2 separate regions of the Ovis aries genome follow, and region 2 is linked to region 1. The links are chromatin contacts, called in public Hi-C maps. All regions are on one chromosome and are shown on one strand. Each heading gives the region's core, a stretch centred on a gene start, on an enhancer-like site or on the middle of the called end of the contact. The rest is flanking DNA. Distances are from core to core; before and after follow the strand shown. Region 1 holds the start of IL18R1 (interleukin 18 receptor 1). Region 2 has its middle 33 kb from the start of IL1RL2.

Region 1 (5,324 bases), core at 297-2,796:
AGCCTCCTCCGTCCATGGGATTTTCCAAGCAAGAGTACTGGAGTGGGTTACATGGAATAGTACTCAGCCACTAAAAGGAATGCAATAGGGTCATTTATCAAGACGTGGATGGGCCTAGAGTCTGTCATATAGAATGAAGTAAGTCAGGAAGAGAAAAGCAAGTATCATATATTAACGTATATATGTGGAATCTTGAAAAACGGTTCTGATGAACCTGTTTCCGAGGCAGGACTACAGACAAAGACACAGAGAACTGGCATGTGGACACAGAGGGAGGGAAGGGAGGATGGGACGAATTGAGATTAGGGTTGACATATACACACTATCATGTATTAAATAGGTAACTAGTGGGAGCCTGCTGCACAGTACAGGGAGCTCAGCTCAGTGGTCTGTGATGACCGAGAGGGGGAAGGGGCAGAGAGGCTCAGGAGGGAGGGGGTATATGTATACGTACAGCCGACTCACTTTATTGTACAGCAAAACCAACACAACCTCGTAAAGCAATTACACCCACCCCGCCCCCAAAAAAGAATAGGAGGCATACTTCATTTGGCCTGTAGGAGGCTGAATCGAAAACGAGGCATCTAAACGTTTTCTGCACAGTGTCAGACACAAGTAACTGCTTGATAAATGAAAACTCTCACTTCCTTTCCCTATTCTCACCTTCCTAGAAAAAAAAAATTGGGACGGTTTTAGACTCTAAAATTATACTATCAGGGAAAGTTGATGGTGAATCACCAATTATTCATGCAAGTATGCACATGTGCTTAATATTTAAAATTATATGCATAACATATATAATGGGGTTCTCTGGTGGCTCAGCGGTAAAGAATCCACCTGCAATGCAGGAGACACACAGGCGACTCCGTTCTATCTGTTCTTGCCTGGAGAATTCCACGGACAGAAAAGCCTGGCGGGGCTACAGTAGGGTCGCAAACAGTCAGACACGACTGAGCGACTAACACTTTCATACATCGTCATATTTAACTGATCTTTCAGAAACGCTGCCCCAGAGGCTGGCCGCCCCCTTGGCAGCAGAGGAAAAGTGGAAGAAGGTGAAGGTGATTAAGACAGGTCTTTCTTACCGTCAGAAGGGGTCCCGAGGCTAGGGCGGGGGCTTCCTCCACACCGTTCAGATGGCGGAGGCAGGCGAGAAACAATACTTGCTGCCTTTCTCCCACCGTGAAAGAAGAAAGGAGCCGCAAGTGCAATTAAAGAGAAGGCTGAAAAAGAAAAGAAAAAGAAAAAGAAAAAGGAACGGAAAGTATGAAGACAGAGAGAGTCTGGCAGAACTCAGCTGCGAGTGGGGTGCTCGCTGCTCCTGTTCCGCGGCCGGGGGACGTGTCCTGGGTCTGGGACGCTCCCCGTCCGGGTTTGCTCTGGTCACGATTCTTCGAGTCTGGCTTCTCCGTGGGGGCCCTCCGGGTCCGGGGTTCTCCCAGTTTGGGGATGCTTCTCGGATGGGGGCGCTTAGAGTCCCGGGTGTTCCAGGTTCTGCGCGTTCTGGGTCCTGGGTGTCCGGGTCCGCGGCGCACCGGGAGCGGAGTGCGCGCTCCTCGCCGCGCTCGGGGTACAGGCTCCAGTCGCTGGGCGCCCCGCCCTTGGGTTCCGGGGAGCGGCTCGCTGGAGCCGGGAGCCGAGGGGGCCGAGGAGGCTGCGGCGAGGGGCGGCGCGCCTAGGTCCCCGAAGCTGGCGAGCGGCCCCCGGGGCCAGGAGGGGGCGCGCCGGGGCAGCTCCTACGCACCCTGGGCGCAGCGGGCAGCTGGCATCAGAGCCCCGGAGTCTGTCTTTGGACTGAGAGCATTTGCGCTTTAGGGGAAGGGGCTGGGCCGGCAGGCGACCCCATGGAGGTAGAAGAGCAGTTCTAACCCTGAGGGCCCGGCTTCCCCGAGGCTAACCAAAGGTGCGGAGGACTTGGTGTTTCAAGCTCTGGGGTCCTGGCTGGGTCCTAAGGCTTTTTGCTAAGCCTGATGGATGGGCGTTCCCTCTTGGGAAGTAAAAGAGAAGCACAGAGGTGTTAAATTGAAATTTTTAAAAGAGTTAGAAGAAAAGGAGGCTAAAGGAGAAGGTGTGTTTAAGTTTTTATGGTGTGGTGTGAGAAATGGAACATTTCCTGCCATATCAGTAAATAAGGATGTCACAGACATCCGCTATTTCAGCCCTCCAATGTGAGCCCTAAGGTCACTCTGAAAGGAAATGAGTGCCATTCGGAGGAGCCTGGTGGGCTGCAGTCCATGGGGTCCCTAAGTCAGACACGACTGAGCGACTTCACTTTCACTTTTCACTTTCATGCATTGGAAAAAGAAATGGCAACCCACTCCAGTGTTCTTGCCTAGAGAATCCCAGGGATGGGGGAGCCTGGTGGGCTGCCGTCAATGGGGTTGCACAGAGTCGGACAGGACGGAAGCGACTTGGCAGCAGCAGCAGGTGTCAGCAGTATGTAGCCGCTCCCTAAGGTGAACCTTGAGGCACTTCAGGACGTGCACACACAGGATATGACCCCCAGACAGATGAGATGCACATCAAAGGAATGATTTCAGTGAGCCCAGACTCTTGCATCTTCCCACACATAGAAAAGAGCTAAATTCCTTAACCTGAAGCATCTGGTTTCTTTAATTAACAGTAATCATTTGATGTTCCCAACTACCCCTCCTTGGTTGCAAAACTCCTAAATATCGTAGCTCCTCCCCTCACTTCCTCACAGCAGTTTCTCAGAACTATCTGAAATGCTATCTCCGGAGTCCAGTCCTCATTTGCCCCCAACACAACTTGAACTCTCAACTCCCGCATTGTGGCATTTTTTAAAAAAATCAGCAGATGGAACTCAGGATGTATTTTTAGACTGGCCTGTGATTATATCTTTCGAACAAAAATGAGAAATGAAACCCATGGCAGACAGGTAAACAGTTTAAAGAGAGTGATTTTCATTCTTTTTATCCAATCAAAGTCATTCATCTAATAAAAGAGAAAAACCATAGGATTTCTCAAAAATGCAACCAAAAAGCAACTGGCGATATTCAATACTGTTTCTTGATTAATAACACTAGGAAAATTGGGAACAGAAGGGACCATTCTTACTCTGATGAAGAATACCTATAAGAAAGCTATGTGTAACTACAAAACTAATAGTGAAACACTTGGCACTTTCCTAAGATGGGGAATAAGATAAAGATGTCAGCTCTCACCTAAGACAATCATTTTGTAATTAGTAAAGAAATAAAAATAAAAGGCATACAGATTGGAAAGGAAGCAATAAAACTACTGGTTTTAGCAGAGGGCATAATTTTATGTTGATCACCCTTTGAAATCTATAAGAAAAGCCTGTTGGAAAAAAATTAATGAATTTATCAAGATCGTAAAATACAAGGTGAATATATAGAAATCGATTGTGTAGTGGGAATTTCTAATAATGTACTTTCACAGCTTTGAGAAATTTCACAGAAATAGCACCTGGAAAAATAGCGTATATTAAGAAACTATGTTAATGATTATCTTTCATGTTTTCCTTAAGAATAATCTCCTTGTTACAAGCCCCAAGGCCAGACCCAGAGGGAGTATGACTGGGATTGTAAAAGCATGGATTTTGGAATGCTAGTCAATGTCAGGCACTAACACTGCCTACGCACTTGCTAATTGCTCCCAAGACTAGCTCAAAAGGGAAAGGCCTGGGGTAAACACAAGGAGATCTGGGCTTTGTCAGTGTGGTGCATAACATTTAGGAGTACATTATTAATACAGCATGTGTCTTGAGAAAGATAAGATCTGAGAAAATCTTGTAGTCTGCAATTAGGAATAAAAGCTGGACTCAGAGTGGACTCTTAACCTCAGTCCAATAGAGGCTGCAGATCCACTGACCCATTGCACCAGATTTCGTGTTCTGTCTTCATTCTCATCACTTGCTACCAGACCATTAGTGCAACAGATTGCAATCCTATATACTAAAAATGGAAATTTGGAAAATGAACTTTGCTAGAAAGATACCACTTACCAAAGCAAAAAAATCAAATACCAAAGGATATTATTTTTCAAAGATACGCAAGATATCTACTATGAAATCTACAAAATACTGCTAGGAGACAGGAAATACCTCAGTGAATGGGGGGCTAGACCATGTCTATGAATGGGAGACTCATTGTTAAGATATCTACTCTCCACAAACTACAGAATTTATAGAGTCTGTATATTCAGTCATAGAAGGAGTTTTCAAAAAAACTGAAACACATTCTAAAAATCATATGAAAATGTAAACCATCTAAAAAGGCAGAACAATCTTAAAGAAAAGAGAGGAATCAAACCAACTTGAAGGTTTACAACAAGGCAATAGTAATCTTGGTAGTGTGATATTAGCATGAGCATACACGTGGAAAATAAAAAGAACAGATCGAGACATATATAGTCTGGTCTTCCCTTGTGGTCCAGCTGGTAAAGAATCTGCCTGCAATGCGGGAGACCTGGGTTTGATCCCTGGGTTGGGAAGATCCCCTGGAGAAGGGAAAAGCTACCCACTCCAGTATTCTGGCCTGGAGAATTCCATGGACGTGTATAGTCCATGAGGTCACAAAGAGTCAGACATGACTGAGCAAATTTCACTTTCACATATATATAGTCTATAGCTATTTAACCAAGATACCATGTCAGTTCAGTAGGGAATGAAAAGTATTTTTACAAATGCTGCTGAAGTAACTGGTTATCCCTATGGGGGGATATTTCTACATACAAATATTAATCTATGATAGACCATAGACTTAAACATAAAAGCTTGAATCATATACAGTTCATAACAGTACATAAGACAAATTTTCCATGACCTTGGGATAAGCAAAAAAAAAAAAAAAATTTTTTTTTAGGACACAGAAAACACTATCCATGTAAAAAGAATGGATAAGTTGGGCATAATCAAAATTTTAAATGTCTGCTAATCAATTGGTGATTTAAAAAATGAATAGGTAAACCTGGAAAAATTCTTACTTTACTTCTCTCTGAAAAGGAACTGCCTCTCCCAAAGAGACTAGTAAGGTGAGAATTGTCAGCAGACATTTGTAACTTTTATTACATCCAGTTTTTCAGTTTCTTTTATTATGGAGCTAGGGAAGAGATTATTTTCAATTCCCTGTTATAATATCCCATGTATTTGCTATAGAAAGTTTCCAGATTTGGCTTTATGCTTTCAAGTAGTTAATTCAAAGAAGGAAATAAAATCAGTTCCAAAATATCCTGTGTTCATGAATCAGAAAAGCCTCTGTCATTCTAGGTGGTAGTGAATCTGGAAAGAATTTACTCTTTACAGCAGTGGTCCCCAACTTTGTTGGCACCAAGGACCGGTT
Region 2 (5,485 bases), core at 931-3,430, 100 kb after region 1:
TTATTTTGGAGAAAAGTTCACATATATACAAAAATAGAGAGAATAATACCATGGGCCCCGATGAACATCGTTCACAGTCATCTTTTTTCACCCATTCTCTAAAGGGTTCCTCCTCTCTCTATGCTGAATTATTTTGAGGCTAATCTCTGACATCCTAGTATTTCATCCATAAATGCTTCGTTATATCCCATCCAAAATGCAAGGACTCTTTTGGAAACATAACGATACTATTATTATCACATCAAGACACTTAAGGGCAAAGCTACAGTATCATTAAACACTTAGTGATGCATTTCCCTAGGCCCATTTCTTGCAACTGCTTACTCCTGGGTGACCTCTTATATCCTTAACTTCTTCATTTTTAATGTGGAGAAAATATAAGGTCACTGACAGTAGTAAATGAGAGATTATATTGAAGAGGTTAGTGTAGGAGTCTGGCACATTGTAAGCGTCCTGAACTTGTAGCGACAGGTGACTTGCCATGTTCCCCACTTTCTCTTCTAGGCATTTGCCCTTATTTTATGAATTTCCTATTCATATCTTCTGGCCCTTTTTCTAGTGGGCATTAAGAATAGCAATCCTTATCTTTCTTATTCTTGCTCACATTTTTTTCAGTTTATTCTATGCTTTTCTATTTTACTTACAATTATGGGGGAAAATACGTCCTTCCTTTCCTTTATTTGGATCCAATATAATATATATCTATATTTTTTCAGTGTTTTATGTTTTTACATTTTTTTATTTGGTTCATATAAACTTTGAGAGTCACTCACTAAATGAGCCCCATAATCTATTTTCACTAAAAAAGCAAAAATATTGGGTTGGTCAAAAGCTCACTCATGTTTTTCCCTGTAAGATGTTATGTAAAACATCGAACAAATGTCTTGGCCAACCCGTTATAATCACTCTCTGAATTCATGAGCTTATTTTTTATATATGTAAAATCAGGTTTTTCATAAGGTGGAACTACTCTGAACTCAGTTATATACATTAGTCTTGGGTAAACTATATTCACAGTAATACTGATTAGCAGTTGTGTGTAGGACTTCCAGCCCTTTCCACATATTGCACTTAATATTTACTACTCTCTATCAAGAAAGTATTACTGTTACCTGGATTCTAGAGATGGCTCACTGGGCTAATGGAACAGCGAGACTAGCCACCCGGAACCCAGGTTCTCTGCCTCCCAAGCCCCTCTAACACCAGACCAAGGCTCCTTCCTCACTTGCAAAGTGGAAATCCTTAGGGTGCCTCCTCGCAGCGCTGATGATGAGCCATTATGTACAGAGCATGTAGAAAAATGTCTGAAATGTTGTGAGCGCTCCGTAAATGTTACTTATCGCTGTTATCATTAGTGTGGCAACAAAATTAATAACTGTGAAATAACAGTTATAGTAAAAATGACATCACAGTAAAAATAATATGAAGTATCACTGGTGTTGTTCAGTCACTGAGTCGTGTCCGACTCTCTTGTGACCCCGTAGACTGTAGCCCACCAGGCTCCTCTGTCCACGGGATTTCCCAGGCAAGAACACTGGAGTGGGGTGCCATGCCCTCTCCAGGGGATCTCTCTGACCCAGAGATGGAACCTGCGCCTTATGCATTGCCAGCTGAGCTACCAGGGAAGCCCATGAATTACTGCAACAATGTAAGAATGATAAAAGCCAGCGCTCACTGAGGTCTCACTAGGCACCAGTTTTACTGGCTGATTGTCCTGCAATATTGATACTTGGTTTTTTTTTGTTTTTGTTTTTTTTTACAGAGGAAGAAACTAAAGCAGAATACTGCCTTGAGGGACTAAGAAGTCAGATTTAGCAGATGAACTCAGTAGGTGCGGAGTGTGGTTGGAACCCAGGCAGTATGCGGCGGGGCAATCTTTCAGGAATCACCACCTCAGACCCCTGCCTTGTGGGCATGAAAGCGCAGCCTCCTGGTCCCCATCACAACTCGTGGACAGAGGGCTGCAGGCTTGAAAGCCCGAGGGTTAGAAACTCAGTGGCAGGCTTAGAAAATGGCCCTCTCTCAACCTTTCCCACAGCCTAAGAAGGAGGAGACAAAATGGCCTTAAGGTGGAGACCCCGACAGGCTGCGCGGGCACCTGCGAGGGTAAGGATGCTGCGTTCTCAGTCCGGGATGCTGCAGGCTCCCAAACAAGGGGCGCGTTCACTCGGATTCGCCAGCAGAGGGCGCAGTAGCGCCGCGGGGAGATCTTTGATGGCTCCAAGCTGGGGCGTTAACCTCGGTTCCCCCTGTCTCAAGAGAGGAAATGCTTTTCTCTTTCACAAGATCCTTCACCCACGGGGCTACTTTCTTTCCCTCTTGATGTCATCCTGTTACACAGGCAGGAAGTCCTGTTGGCTCAAGACTTGGCTACAGGGAAGACTTCCGCCGCCCTGCGGTCACAGAAGAACAAAGCACTTTGACCCAGAAGTTATGCAACCCAAGAGGAGCCAGACTCACCACTTGATACAGCCTGTTGATGGGGGTGAAAGGGGAGCGTGAAAAGGCTGGCTTAAAACTCAACAGTCAAAAACTGAAGATCATGGCATCCAGTCCCATAACTTCATGGCAAATAGGGGGGAAAGGTGGAAACAGGGACAGATTTTACTTTTTTTAGTCCCCAGAATCTCTGCGGACAATGGTTGAAAAGTGAAAGTGTTAGCTGCTCAGTCAGGTCTGACTCTTTGTGGCCCCATGAACGGTAGCCTTGCCAGGCTCCTCTGTCCATAGGCTTCCCCAGGCAAGAATACTGCAGTGGGTTGCCATGCCCTGACCCAGGGAACAAACTCGCACCTCCTGCATTGGCAGGCAAATTCTTCACTGTCTGAGCCACCAGAAAAGCCTTGTGGATGGTGACTGCAGCCATGAAATTAAACGTCACTCGCTCCTTGGAAGAAAAGCTATAGTAAACCTTGACAATGTATTAGAAAGCAGAGGTGTGACTTTGCCAACAAAGGTCCGTATAGTCAAAGCTGTGGTGTTTCCAGTAGTCATGTATGGATGTGAGTTAGATTATAAGGAAGGCTGAGCACCGAAGAATTGATGCTTTAGAACTGCGATACTGGAGAAGACTCTTGAGAGTCCCTTGGACAGCAAGATCAAATCAGTCAATCCTAAAGGAAACCAACCCTGAATATTCATTGGAAGGACTGATGCTGAAGCTTCAGTACTTTGGCCACCTGATACAAAGAGCTAACTCACTGGAAAAGACCCTGATGCTGGGAAAGATTGAGGGCAGGTAGGGGATGAGAGAGGATGAGATGGTTGGATGGTATCACTGAATCAATGGTCATGAGATTGAGCAAGCTCTGGGAGATAGTGACGGACAGGGAAGCCTGGTGTGCTGCAGTCCGTGAGGTCACAGAGTCAGGCACAACTGAGTGACTGAACAACACAGTATTTCATTGTGGACAGAGGAGGTCAGGGGTACACAGTCTTCAGGCACAGGCTTTGAGTCCACTGGGACCGCTGGCTCTCACCCCATCCAGCTCTCCTCTGTGGCAGAGCTCAGGTGGGTCTAAGAATGCCACCCCAGCACCTCCTGCATCAGGAAACTGGAGGCAGGCAGGGAAGAGGAGACAGAGCAAACCACAGCAGGAGACGCCCCTTGAAACATTTTAGTGCCACCGTTTCAGCTGACGCGAGTGCAGCCCTGTTCCCCACGGCCCCATTCTGCACCTGCATTCAGAAAAGATGCGCTTTCTGCTCTTCCCAGGGGCTGGGAGGTGGGGGCTGGGCAGCCTCCTGGTAAAGACAAGAAAACCACCTGAGGGCCAGTCCTCTGATGAGTCTCCCTGTGGATTCCATTCTCCTGCTCACCCTTCTCCTTCAGTAAAGTCCTGAGGTCCTTGCAGACCAACATCTGCTGTGCTCCTCGGAACAGTCAGATCAGAGTGTCAGAGGTGGGGCATGGCAGTTGTTGTTAATAAGACAGCCTCTGATCAAGACAGCTTAAAATGCAAACCTTCCCAAAGCAGTCGAGAAAGGTGGGAAAACTAAACAACCATGTGCCATATTAAAGCAGCTTGTTTATATCCTGCCAGAGAAGCAAAAAGCTAATTTTTGTGTTTTGTCAGACTGTTCCTGAAAGGCGTGGTGTGGGTCTGACTGCTCGATGCCCAAAAGCCAATAAACAGGCCAAGTTGGTGGAAAGGAAAGTTTGCTTTATTTCAGATGCCAGCAACTTGGGGCTAAGGGCAGACATCTGTCTGAAAGCCAACTCCCCCCGCAGAACTTTTATAGGCTGGGGTTGGGGATACATGCAGAACAGCAGAGTCAGCTTGACACTCATCTTCAGATTGTCACTGGTGGCCTCACCAGTGTCTTCTTGACTGTTTTAGGTGAAGTTAATCTTCAGTTCCAGGGTCCATTTGTTCCCATTTCTCTGAGGCCAGTTCTTGGATTTGTGGCAGCTTATGTCCTCTGTACAATCTTTTCTTCATGTAGTTAACTTCTCCCATCTGGTGTTTTAGTATCTATAAGACAGCTCACAGGATACAGCCGAGAATATTATCCATAGCCCTTGACAAGAAACTAAAGGTCCTTGACTGTGCTTAATGACTGCCTCATTATTCACTCTCCTCTGACTGTTTCCCTTTGTTTCTGCGTTTCTCATTTCTCTGATTAAACTTATTCTTTGACTAAAGTTTTCCAAGGACAGAGGGGAGGCAGAGGACCTGCTGGGGGAAGGACCATAAGGTCCTGCTCTGTTTCAAGAGTTTGAGTCAATGGTAGACCACAACCAACAGATTATTTACGGAAAAGCAGACACATTCCTGAAAAATCTACCTAAACAGATTGGCAAATGTGCAGGTTTCGGAATCTGTGTTTCCCTTTACAACTCACAGGCATGAACTGCACTGGCTTTCTCAATTTTGTGGATTTGATTTTTAAAATTAAGAAGAATAAAAGAGCCTCTGGGGAGAGGTGACTCACGAGGGCAAGAGCCAGGGCTCACAGTCTGCTTCCGCCTTCCTCTAGGAGGAAGAAGAGGAGGGTGAGGTTTCAGTTTGACTGTAACAAACACCAGCATCCCTTAGAAGCTGCCTGGGCTTGGCAGGGGAAGAGGGACAGAGACACAGAGTTTCCATCCTCCGTCACTCAAGGGCCCCAGGAGAATTCTGTTCGAGACGTGTGGCCTCCAGGACTTCGTCCCAACGTCCTGTAACTCTGAGGGCTCCCCAACCCCCATCATCTATTCCAGATGTTGTGGGCTCGTCATCTGTAGAGAAGCCTCTAAGAAGGAAACCAAGGAGGAATTTTCCACTCTCTGAACTTTGCACACACACACACCCTGGATAAATCAACCACAGGAGTGAGCGTGGAAGGAAAGTTTATAACTGTGAAGTGGGATGGAGCGCTGGGGAAAGGTCAGCTGCCTGGGGCCAGCAGGAAGCCTCTGAGTCACTGTGGGGGGCAGGGGGACGGAGGGGGTGCCAGGAGGCACTGAGGAACCAGCCCTGCCACCCACTCCCTGTTGGTCAGA

What was found. A called contact is a pair of places that touch in the nucleus more often than the background predicts.
Region 2: a Hi-C map of tail adipose tissue shows a contact between it and region 1, with 5 times the contacts expected there. The contact joins the enhancer-like site here to the promoter of IL18R1 in region 1. A contact is called at or near these places in 2 of 16 Hi-C or Micro-C datasets (both in tail adipose tissue).

The regions. Positions count from the first base shown.
Region 1 is chr3:99,346,410-99,351,733 of ARS-UI_Ramb_v3.0, forward strand. IL18R1 (interleukin 18 receptor 1) reads right to left here and starts at 1,547. Exons shown (of 11, transcript XM_012173705.4): 1 at 1,086-1,547.
Region 2 is chr3:99,446,496-99,451,980 of ARS-UI_Ramb_v3.0, forward strand. No RefSeq gene overlaps it. Among named protein-coding and RNA genes, the nearest start is that of IL1RL2, 33 kb to the right of the region's middle. Within about 2 kb of position 2,181, at least 18 of the 54 cell types and tissues checked have an H3K27ac peak or open chromatin away from gene starts, as enhancers often do. A contact at or near this core is called in tail adipose tissue, where this site is marked.